3 separate regions of the Mus musculus genome follow, and regions 1 and 2 are each linked to region 3. Evidence: chromatin contacts called from public promoter capture Hi-C data. All regions are on one chromosome and are shown on one strand. Each heading gives the region's core, a stretch centred on a gene start, on an enhancer-like site or on the middle of the called end of the contact. The rest is flanking DNA. Distances are from core to core; before and after follow the strand shown.

Region 1 (3,722 bases), core at 1,038-3,537, 1.0 Mb before region 3:
GTCCCCCCTGAAAACGTGGCTATTAACCTTTCAACCTTGAGGTTCCCTAACCCCACAGCCAACTAAGGCTTCCGTCACTAGATCCTCAGAGGGGTCCAGTCTATCAAGAGGGGGGACCCTTGATTTTGTCTCACTGCCAGGGAAGGGCCCAGAATTCCCTTCCTGACCTTAGGTGACATTTACTGTTTCTCCTGTGACACCTTTTCAGAGAATTTTTGTTTCCACTGGGAACATCTGGAAAGAATAAAAAACATCTGGGACTGCCCAGAATGAATTGTTTCTCAGATACAAATTTAACCCTCTTATCCCCAATATCCATAGCCCAGAACCTATGCCTACATTACTCCCTCAGTAGCTTACCCTGACACTGTCAAGTGAGATACAAACTCAGGACAGGGGTAGGAGTGTCCAGATACCCTACCACACCTTCCAACTCTGCTGAAGGAAGAAGGGAACTGCTACTCTTCAAATTTGGGCTACTCTGCCAGCCACAGAGGCTGCCTATGGGCTGTGGGGACAGTGGGTGTCAACAGAGGCTACTGAAGACTCAATATCTGATCTGTCTTTCCTGGGGACTGGAAGACAAGAAAGAGAAAGAAGCTAGTAAGAGGTGGCTCAGAGGGGGTTAGGCTACAGGTTAGGATCTACATGACTGCCACAGGTAGCTGTGTCGATTTCACCTTGGACAAGGATATCACCCAAGGTTTTAAGAGTTGCAAAGACCCTGGGCAAGGACACAAAGCTAAGCTCGGATGAACCCCTGAATGCTCAGATGAATCCCTGAACGCTCTGGTCTCTCCTAAGGTCTTGCCAGCTGTCAAGGTAGGGCCAAAGAGCCTTCATTGCAGAAGCAGAGGGCTCGCCCATCTCAGCCCACATCCCCCTTCAAGCTCAGGACTCCTATACACAGCACTTCAATTATCTCAACATCCCACAGAATTCTCTGGAAAAGGCCCTTCAACCATGATGGTTAAGTGGTGGGTTTTCCCTAAGTGGTTTCTACTTAAGTCCAGCCCCTTTGGGAGCCCACAGCAAACTCTTTTTTTTTTTTTTTAAGATTTATTTATTTATTATATGTAAGTACACTGTGGCTGTCTTCAGACACACCAGAAGAGGGCGTCAGATCTCGTCATGGATGGTTGTGAACCACCATGTGGTTGCTGGGATTTGAACTCCGGACCTTTGGAAAAGAAGTCGGGTGCTCTTACCCACTGAACCATCTCACCAGCCCCACAGCAAACTCTTATACAAGAAGAAGAGGGCTGTGTTGAGGGCCTAGACTTCATTTTCTTCCTCCTCTTCCTCCTCCTCCTCTTTCTCTTCTTCCTCTTCTTCCTCCTCCTCTTCCTCCTCCTCCCCCCTTCCTCTTCCTCTTCCTCCTCCTTCTTTTTCCAAGACAGGATTTCCCTGTGTAGCCCTGCCTATCCTGAAACTCACTCTATAGACCAGACTGGCCTCAAACTCATAGAAATCCACCTGCCTCTGCCTCCCGAGTGCTAGGATTAAAGGCATGACTCACCACCACCCGACTCTGGGCTGTATTTTCTTCTATTTGTTGGCATACTTTTGCACAAGAACCTCTATGGCTCCCTTCCCACAGAGCCAACTTTTGACATGGCTTCCTGTACTCCAAGAAGTTCTACTCTGGACCTCTCCAGGAGCCTGGTGTGAGTATGTCTCCTGAATTGTCTGTCCTTGCTGTATCTCCTCCTAGAGTTAGATAAGGGTTGTCCAGGGCAGAGGAGTCAAGGTCAGATTCATTTAAGTAACAGTTCTCAACCGGTGGGTCATCACCATTAGAGAACACATATTTCCAATGGTCTTAGGAACTGAGACACCTCTCAGTAGCAAAATTACAGTTTTGAAGTAGCAACAAAAATTAATTTATGGTTGGGGGTTCCTAAGACCATCAGAAATGTGTGCAGTTGCCACCCACAGGTTGAAAACTGCTGATTGAGAAGGTTGGTGTGCATTTAGCTAAATTCCCCAGGCCCACTCTTCCAGAGCAAGGCAACCACAGGAGACCAGCTGACCTAAGAGATGACCCACAGTGGGACAGAGGGAGTTAGAAACACTGGCTGTCCCTAGAAGATTCAGGAGCAACCCCTTCCCAGGGGGTCTCTCAAGAACCCAAAGCTGTGCTACCCAGGCAGGACCACCCTTCGAGTCCTAGCAGACCAGCTGATGAAGCTGCCCTCCCATAGGGTCCCTGGAGGGATGGTGCCTCCCCTGGGTCTCAATTTGCATGGCAGGAAGGGGCCTAATGGGGAAGAGGCGGAGAGGAGACAAGCTGCAGCCCAGGCTGACATACAGTTACATGTTTCGCCCCCAAACCTCCTTGGGCTCAGAGACAGAGCAGTGACCATGGCCACACTGGTGCTGTCTTCCATGCCCTGCCACTGGCTGTTGTTCCTGCTGCTGCTCTTCTCAGGTATGACTTATGTGACAGACGATAGGCTCGCTGGCTTTGAGACAGGACCGTCAGTCGGCCGGTCGGCTCCATTCCCTGTCTCATTTCGGTCTCTCGGCTCAGCCTCTTGCATTTTGCTGTCTGCTTCTTGTCTGTCTCCCTCTAACTGTCCTGTGCCCAGTTTGTGGGTTTTAATGGTGGGCTCAGGGTCAAAGGTGTCCCAGCCCTTTCCAGCCTGGAGGGTATCAGGTTGAGCTTGGTACAAGGGGCTAATTAATCTCATGGGCAGCTATGACCTGGAAGAGTGTGTGTGTGTGTGTGTGTGTGTTGGGGCGGGGGGCTGCAGGAGGAAGAGGCCCTGAGGGTACTGCATAGAAAAGGCTCTTTCCCTATATCCTGGAATATAGTGTGTTCCAGGAATTGTCCTCTCTTTGCCGGAAAGACTGGGAGAGCCTTGCTGGTTGTGGATTCCCTCTCATTTCCACAGAAGCAACAGGCCAGCCTGATGATCAAAGGCAGCAGGGGGCCTGGGTATGGGATTTCCAGTACCCATACCTTATTTCTGCCTCTCCAGTACAGGGACGGGGGCGGGGGAGCTAAAGGGGCTTGAAGCTGTAGTCCCGGAAGGAGGAAGTAGCTCTGGGAATGTGGAGGGGTTATGGGTGGGGCAATCAATTGAGGGTAGAGAGGTCTGACCTAGCCCTGCCCACTTCCTTCCACCCTCCAGGTGAGCCGGTACCAGCAATGACAAGCAGTGACCTGCCACTGAATTTCCAAGGTTAGTTGCCTCAGCCACCACTTCTGGGACAAATGGGTCTGTTTAACACAGCCCTATCTCTGCCTGGAGCTCCCTGTCTAGAGCGCCCATATTTACACCTCCTCAAGGCCTCATTAAGGCTCCATTGCTGGACAGCTGTCGCTCTCATCAGACTAGTGTGCTCCAGCCCTGGCCACTGAAGGCCAGAACCAAGCAGAGGTTGGGGATCAGAGCAGGACAGTGCTAGAGGGGAGCCCACAAGGCCAAAGGCCTGGGTCTGTCTTATTAGAAACCCAACAAACCTCTCAGGCCCGAACTCTGAGAGGCATGGGTCCCTGAGAAGGGTAAGGGAGGTGGGCCTCGGGTGACAGGCTAAGGATTCGACCTTTATCACCCTGGGGATGGTGGGCAGACCTGGAGGATTTGGAGTGGGTGTAGGAAAGTGTAGAGGAAAGAGTTAAAAGTACCCAACCAGGTCAAAAGGCTGTCCTGCATGTGAGGCCATTCCAGTGAACATAAAAGCAATGGAAAGGTTCCAAAATTCTCCTTAATGAA
Region 2 (3,842 bases), core at 316-2,815, 1.1 Mb after region 3:
TGTAGATCCAACAAAGGGTCTGAAAAGAGTGGCGAAAAAAGGATGGAGCTGCTCCGAGTGCGTAGGCAAATATCCTCGTCGAATGAAAGCTTCCCGCCTCCCCCCGCACACTCCCCCAAAAAACCAGGGCTGGGAGCGCAGATCCTAAATCACACGACGAACAAAGCAGCGAGCTCCCCTAGACGACCTCAGGTGAACGCTCTGGTGCGCACCGCTGCAGAGGCAAAACGCCAAGGCTTCCGTGTTCATCACCCCCTGTTCTTTAACATGGGTCCAAGCCGGGTCCTCCAAAGCCTGGCCACAGCTCTTGGCATGCTACGATAGAGACGTGACTCGCCGCAAAAAGATGGCACCTCGCGTTCAGAGAGGGGGGAAAAAACGGAGAGGGGTGGCAGCGGGAGGAGACACATCGTACTCCCCCCTCCTCGCCCACCCAGGTCCACACCCACTGCCGCAGTGAGGGGCGAGCCCTGCGCGCCAGCCCGCGCCTCCGGCAGGGAGCGCACATGCCGGGAGCCCGGCGCAGAACGCAGAGAAAGAAACGCGCCCCGAAATGCACCTGCAGCCCTCGCGTGGGTCTGTGCCTGGCTGCAACGCTGCGCGCCCTCGAGCGGGGAGCCGCTGCCAGCCAGCCCGCTGACACCGCGAGGCCAGGTGACCCCTGACTCTTCGAGCTCCCACATTGGGATCCGCGCACTACCTTCTCTCGGGCACGGCGCTGCCCCTGTCACTGTACCAAGCGCGCGCAGGGGGAAGGGCGACTAACGTGACAGCGCCTGGACCCCTCCCCATCCTCCGGATTCCTCCCAGCCCCCAAATGTCCCCTGCCGGCTTCTGAAGGAGGAAAAGGGGAGGGGGCGGGCCACCGCCTTAAATCAGGGCCAGTGAAGGCCGTGTCAGAATCGCTGTCAGGGAGGTGGAGAGACATGAAGGCAGTCATCTTTTCTAGAACCCGATCCACACCTTCCTTAGGGCTGATGGCAATCAGGAGCAGAGAAATCCGATTTCAGGTTCTGTTTCGGGGGTCGTCGTTGGACCCCCATGCACACTCACAGACCCACGCCCATTGCGGCAAAAGGCTGAGATCCAGATTACAGAACAACCCCTTCCCTAGGTCACCGTCATCCGCGCCCCACCCTGCGGGCACAGCCCCCCTCATTTGCGCGGAGCCGATAGTGGGGACCCCAGCACTCATAGATACACGCATTCGCTCGCGTGCGTGCATCTCTTGCACGCGTTCCTTCCCAGCTCCCCAGCGCCTAGGGCGCAGAGAGGCCCCCGCCGTTGCGCCTGATTGATGCCCAGCTCCCTAAATCCATCTCTGGGGCGAGGGGTGGCAGGAGGACGGCGCACAGGGCCAGAGGGGACTGGATTTCAGAGCTGCGGCGCTTACCTGATAATCGACAGAAGGCGAGGACAGAAGAGGACAGCGGAGGAGAAGGTGGTTGTGGCGGCGGCGGCAGAAGGTGGGCGGTGGCGGCGGCGCTGCTGCTGGTGCTGGAGCTGGTGGGTGGCGGAGACTGAGAGCGCGCGCGGCCGAGAAAGCGCGTTCTGGAGGCCGGCGGGCAGCGCAGGCGCGAGCCACGGGAGCGCGAACCTCCCTAGGGGAGGGGCGGGCAGCGAGGCCTGGGCGGGCACCTCCCCTTCCGACCGCTAGGGGGCGCACGCGAGCGCCCCTCAACCCTCCTCTCTCCGCGCCGCTCGGCTCGCCCCTCTCCGCGCTTCCCTCCCCGGGTCCCGCCACGCCTCGGGCCGCGGTGCTGACCGCCGCGCGCACGCGCATTCCGTGGCGCACGCGCACCCGGCCTCCCGGGGCTGCAGCCTTTGTCTAGTCCAGGGGTCCCCTCCCTCGGTCCCCGCGGGGTCCAGGCAGAGCGGTGTGTCGGTCATCGTCCGCTTTTCAGTTCACCCTCGCTGGCTCTCCAGGCGGTACACCGTGAACCCCAAGTGCTACAGGCTCCCCGAGTCTCCTAAAATGTGGCCCTCCAGATAGAGCGCACTTTCTATTTCCAGGGCCAGCTGTTCGCTTGCTTTCTTTCCACCTGTTTTTGTTAATGGCCAAAGTGAATGATTTCCTTGACAAATCTTCTCGAAACAGATTAACTTGACCGTAATACACTTTAGCGTTTTCGTGGAAAAACAATTGTTTTTAAATCAAGGAGCATTCAAACCCATTAGGTATCTTGACTGTGACCCTAGCGAAGAAAAATCTTTAAATAGGTAAGTTCTAATGATGCTTACCACACACACTGCAAGGCATTTTCACAGAGTTATTTTTATCTCGTTTATTGAAACACCTTTGTACAGCGTGAGAGCTGAATTTTTAAGGTGCCTGCTGGAGATGGCCACCTGCTGGATGTCAAGCTTCCGGTTGAAATTGGTCATTAGTTCTCCTTCCAGCTACGTAGGCGTGGGCTGTGGCTTTAGCTTAATATCTTACCTCCCCAAAGCTCAATTCTCTTGGACAGCTGGAGCCTGTTCAAATGCAAGGAAGAGAGACAGGCACCTACTTCTTGCCAAAGAGGCGAAAACTTGTCTTGAAGCTTTCATTTGCATGCCGTTTTTTCTTTATTTTTCAAGGCAGGTTCTCACTATGTTGCCCTGGCTGGCTTGGAGCTCACAGAGATCCCCTGCCTGCCTCTGCCTCTAGAGTGCTGAGATTAAAGGTGTGCACTGCTATCCCAGCAGTTGTTTCTAAAACTCCAACGTTGTACCTGCTCGGTGTGTTGGCTCACATCTGTAATCCCAGCATTCAGATAGGCTGAGACTTGTTCAAGATCAGCCTGGGCTATATAGCAGAATCCAAGCCAGCCTGAATTGTATTACAGGGTGAAAGTGAGTCAACAAACAAACAAACAAACACACTTCTGGGCTGGGGGGGTGGATGGTTGTGAGCCACCATGTGGTTGCTGGGATCTGAACTCAGGACCTTCAGAAGAGCAGTCAGTGCTCTTAACCCCTGAGCCACCTCTCCAGCCCCCAAAATAAAATTTTGAGATAACTTTGGGTTCAGTTTTCTAGCACCACAAACATTTTTTCCCATATGAGCTTAATTACTGAATTATTCTGGAATGACGCAAATGGGGCTAATTTCTTTTTACTTTCTTTTTAAAAGAATTACTTATTTATTTTATGTATACAAGTACGCTGTAGCTGTCTTCACACATACCAGAGAGGGTATCGGATCCCATTACAGATGGTTGTGAGCCACCATGTGGTTGCTGAGAATTGAACGCTTGCTATCTCACCAGCCACAGAGGCTCTGAATTTCTAGGTCTTGCCTTGCTATTCTTCTAACCACAAACAGCATGCCTGCTTCAAGACTTCTGCATCGGTTCTGGACATCTAGGAACTTAGTAGTCTTCCTGCTCCTCTTTCAGGCCAGCTGTGCTCCTGGTCAGATCAATTTTCAGACATAGTCCTTTCAGTCACGGCAGTCTCTTGCTCAAAGATGTCTACCGGCTTTCAACAGGTGCACTTAAACTCTTTGGCCTAGCATCTGGTCCTCCTGCCTTGATCAGACCTCCCCTCCATTCTGCTCTGTGACTGAGGCCACTGAGGCCACTCCACTAAATCTCCTTTCCACCTTTGTACTCTGGGGCTTCCCTTTGCCTACAAGGTCCTGGCTCTTAGTCCTGCCCATGAATACCCTACCTAAGCTTCAAACTCAAGGTTAGACTTTACCAAAGCCTTCTCCGCTCACTGCAAGTAGAACTGATATTTCCAGTCTCTACAAGGCACTTAGCTATATTATTCCTGAGGAGAGGAGAAGAGTTTATATTTATCTTTCCATGTTGGCACCTTATTATTGTCTCCAATAGTTGTCTTTACCCTGTGTGGGT
Region 3 (4,106 bases), core at 278-2,777:
CCCGGGAGGTGAGGGGCACGCTGATGCTACCAAGCTACAAGGGGCTCCGGCTTGCTTCCTGTGTATGCAGGCTTCAGATCCAGGTGGGAGGGAAGGGCAGAGGAGGCTCCTATGTAACTGTGGGTCACCCTGACCCTACCTTTCCCCTCAGCAAATGCCCACAGCACACCAGGCCACCGCAAAGGCCTCAGACTCTTCAGGGGGCCCTCTAGTCCTAGCACAAAGCTGCAGCTGCTGTCCCATCCCTTTCCGCTGACCCAGCCCCCAATTAAACATAAAAAGGGGATGTGGAGGCAACACCCAGCACATTTTTTAAAATTCTGAGTGCCTCTGCCCCCCAAGATCTACCCTATCAATGTTTATGAGTGTTCAGGTTCTTGTCGAGGGACCTGTCTGACCTCACATTTCAGATAGTTCTAAAATAACGACGACGACGACGACAACAACAACAACAACACAACAACAAAAAAAAACATACAGAAAAGAGAAGGGTGCAGTTTGGGGGGCTTGTGTGGTTGGTCTTCTGTGGGTTGTGGTTTGTATCTTTAGAAACTCTTTTGCACCAAAGACTGTCCACTCTGGAGAAGTGCCAATTTGATCAGAATTGAACACACAAAGTGAGAAACGAACACACACACACACACACACACACACACACACACACACACACACGCACGCACGCGCATTCGGTTCTCCTGGCACAAAACTGTTCCACAGGGTTACGATCGAACGGTGCATAAGTCCTCTGCCACAAGCTGTCCTTAAAGACCAAGTAAGAAAACATAAAGACCCCATTGCCAGACGCTGAACAGACTGACCCCTCACGTACAGAGTAAGAAACAATGCGCCTCTGGCTCTCTGGTTGTATATCAAGGTACCCAGACCAGCGCGGGGCGAGCGCCGGGGGTCCGGGTGGCCCGGACACCAGCCCTCCCTCTCCCTCCCAGGCCGCGGTGCCTTGGCTCCCCTCCCCCGCCGCCTGCCACATCTGGTTCCACTCAGGTCCTCCCCCACCTCCAGGCGCGCTCCTCCTCCCATCTCCTCCCTTGCTCCCAGAAAAGTGGAGACGAATTTAAAAAATCCAGTCACACACACACACACACACACACACACACACACACACACACACACGCACACACACGCGTGCGCGCGCACACACACACACACACACACACGCACGCACGCACTTCTTCAGAAAAGATGGGAGAAAAAAAGGAGGGAAAAGTCAAGAGGCCCGACTCCCGAAGTTGGCCAAGTTGGCAGCGCCTTACCCAGGAGGGCGGCGGCGGAGTCCGCCGGGTGGCCGAGACGCAGTCCCCCGAGAAGCAAGACGCAGCGCAGCAGGTGACGAGGCCAGGGCGCGAGGGCAGGTCGGATGGGTACCATCCCTGCGGCGCTCGGAGGACGAGAGTACGGAGGGCGCACGGCAGGGCTGCGTGCAGAGACAGCCCTAGCGCTGTGCTCAGATGACCGCCGGCGAGGGGATCGCATCCTCCTCCGGGTCCGGACGAAGTGATGCCTCCCGGAGAGGAGGAGGGAGGAGGCAGGCCCCGCAGAGGGAGGGCGGAGGGAGGAGCGCAGAACCCTGGAGGAGGGTTTGAGGGGCAGAGGGGAAGGGAAGCGGGCAGCGTGGGAGGGGACGGAGGAGGCGCGGGGGCGCAGGGCTGGGGACCCGGCCGCAAGGGAGTGCGTGTCGGGAGGGAGAGGAGGCGAAGGCTGGAGAAGAGGATCAGCGAGGTCCACAAGGATCCCAGTGTGCGCTCTTTATCTTCCCCTATTCTGCTTCTTAATTCCTTCCCGCCTTGTCTACCCTCTCTTTTCAGACCGGGCCTGGAGCCCCAGACGCTGCGTCACAGCTTCTCCTGCTGGCGCGAGAGGCGAAGCAACTGCAAAACTTTCCGCAGAACTTCACCGCGTGGCGAAGCCTGGGCTGCTGCGAGGCCTGGCCAGCCGAAGGATGGGATGCGCGACTGACTCAGGTGGCCAGTCTTGGGCCCCCAGCATCCCCTCCATCCAGCCTCTTCTGCCAGGTTTTAGGCGCTGAGCATCAGCTATTTCCTTTCCTAAGACCCCCCTCCCCTATTTCTGATGGGGAAGAGGAGGAGCTCAGAACTCCGCGCCACCCGTGCGGAGGTTGGGGGAGGGGAAGGTAGAGCTCCTGTTGCTTGTGAGCAGCGCAAACAATTCTTGATCATCTTGTTTCAGCATGTGTGACTCCTGTGTCAGTGTCCCTGGCACAAAGAATGTAACACTTGAGTTGATAGGGGCCGCTGTATCCAGAGACCTGGGACAAAAGCGGTCCACTGGATGTCCCAGAAGACCTACATCATTCCCACCAGCTGGGCTGCTGGCCGGTAGCAAAGAACAAAACGGAAATTTCATGAAGACAATCCAGTTACTTAGCATTATGCAACAGGTCAGATGGCAGAGCAAAGCACTGGGCTGAGAATCTGGATTTTGGAGAGCAGCCGACACCTAACCTCTGATTTCCCAGTCTTGAAAGTGATGCTTGGGAGCTCCAGCTGAGAACAGGCTTGAGATTTCTGGAGTCCAACAGCACAAAGCAGACTCACCTTCTCCCATCACAAGAGATCAAAACACTGTAAAACTGTAATATAAGTTTTATTGTTTCCTGGACTGGCCACTGAGGGGCTTTTTTTTTTTTTTTTTTTTTTTTTTTTGAAATAACAAACATGACTTTTCATGACTCCTGTTGTAGGTACTCTTTCTGTATCTCTGCAATAAAGGCTCTGCTCCAGGGAGGCTCCACCTTAGCCCTTCTGAACTCTGCCAACTGAGATTCTTGGCTTAATATAGCCCACTGATTGCAGGTCCCCAAAAGGAGCACCTGCAGGCCCCTGGAAAGGTTCTGCTAGCCACAGCCCTGACTGTCAGCCAAGTGAACAAAACCCCTTACCCTAAGGCTAACTTGAGCAGGGTTGCAGATTGGCTTCTGGAAAGTGTTCACAGCTTCACTGGCCCCATGGAGCCTCTCTTCTTGGTTTGACATGTCTTGGGATCCTAAGGTCCTGTACACAGCTGGCTATGCTAGGGCTGTCTTCTCCTGACACCTCCCTCCTTACAAGTCTTGTCATCCTTGAGGGATTTGAGAACCTGCCAGCTATGGATGAGCTGCACTTCCCTATCTGAGCAGCCTAAATACAGGATGCTTCTGGGACAGAATCAATCGGATCCCTCTTCCACCAGCCAGGGCAGGTTTTGGTACTACCCAGCTGGCAGAGTAAAAGCCAACACTGGGACATCACACAACTGTGACATGGCTCCAGCCAGTTGCTCACACAAGACCCACTGTGTGTTCACACACACTATCAGTCCTCCCCTGTCCCCTCACCAAACATCATCTTGTGCCAACCGCCATGAAAGCAAAGACAAACTAACACACTTGTAGTTCTGCGACTTTCATTTGATGGGAGAAATAAACTTTTGGCCATAGCCAAGGCTGAGAAGAGTCTGCTGGGGGGTGGAGGAGGGGAGCTGGGAGGTATGGAGTGCTAGCAGAGTCTTGTTCAAGGCCCTCAAGTCTGTCCTAGTCAGGGCTGCTTACTATGTACTGCCTACTGGCCACATCTACCCAGGTCCCTGTCCATGACTACCATCTGGCTTAGATCTCGGGCAGAGAGCTGGGCCAAAACTGGACAACTCCACAGTGACTTCTGGCCCAGTCCTCCATTGCAAAAAGGTCCTGTGAGGCCAACCGTGGTGGTACATGGCTGTAATTCCAGCACTTGGGAAGCTGAGGCAGGAGGACTGCCTAGCGTTCGGGGCCATCCTGGACTATATATATATAGCAAATTTCAGGCCACCTGGGCTATAGTGTGAAGCCTGTCTCAAAACAAACCCAACTCAGGATCTAGAACTCATCCAAAGCTGAGAGGTTGCCTCCCTGTGCTTCTACAGCCAGCTAGGAGGTGAAGAAGCTCAAAGGCCACCCAGCCTGGCACACACCGCAGCAAACAGCATTGAAAAGGTTCCTCTCTTAAATATGGACGGCGACTGCCCTCTGACCTCCACATGCATGCTCCACAAAGCAATCTCCTCCAGCAGCTCTACACAGGCAGGCTACCTCCTCCCCAGCACAGAGGAGA

Evidence for each region. Promoter capture Hi-C pulls out the DNA fragments that hold promoters and counts their contacts.
Region 1: a contact with region 3 is called in a promoter capture Hi-C map of embryonic stem cells, with 4 times the contacts expected there. The contact joins the promoter of Cd79b here to the promoter of Mrc2 in region 3. A contact is called at or near these places in 3 of 39 promoter capture datasets (embryonic stem cells, hippocampal neurons and liver) and 1 of 115 datasets of contacts at active chromatin or transcription factors (embryonic stem cells).
Region 2: a contact with region 3 is called in a promoter capture Hi-C map of liver, with 2.1 times the contacts expected there. The contact joins the promoter of Mapt here to the promoter of Mrc2 in region 3. A contact is called at or near these places in 2 of 39 promoter capture datasets (both in liver) and 1 of 484 Hi-C or Micro-C datasets (embryonic stem cells).

What each region holds. Positions count from the first base shown.
Region 1 is chr11:106,313,127-106,316,848 of GRCm38.p6, reverse strand. It overlaps Cd79b (CD79B antigen), which reads left to right and starts at 2,287. Exons shown (of 6, transcript NM_008339.3): 1 at 2,287-2,431; 2 at 3,138-3,188. The coding sequence starts at 2,365.
Region 2 is chr11:104,229,159-104,233,000 of GRCm38.p6, reverse strand. It overlaps Mapt (microtubule-associated protein tau), which reads right to left and starts at 1,565. Exons shown (of 12, transcript NM_001038609.2): 1 at 1,394-1,565.
Region 3 is chr11:105,290,067-105,294,172 of GRCm38.p6, reverse strand. It overlaps Mrc2 (mannose receptor, C type 2), which reads right to left and starts at 1,527. Exons shown (of 30, transcript NM_008626.3): 1 at 1,272-1,527. The coding sequence starts at 1,386.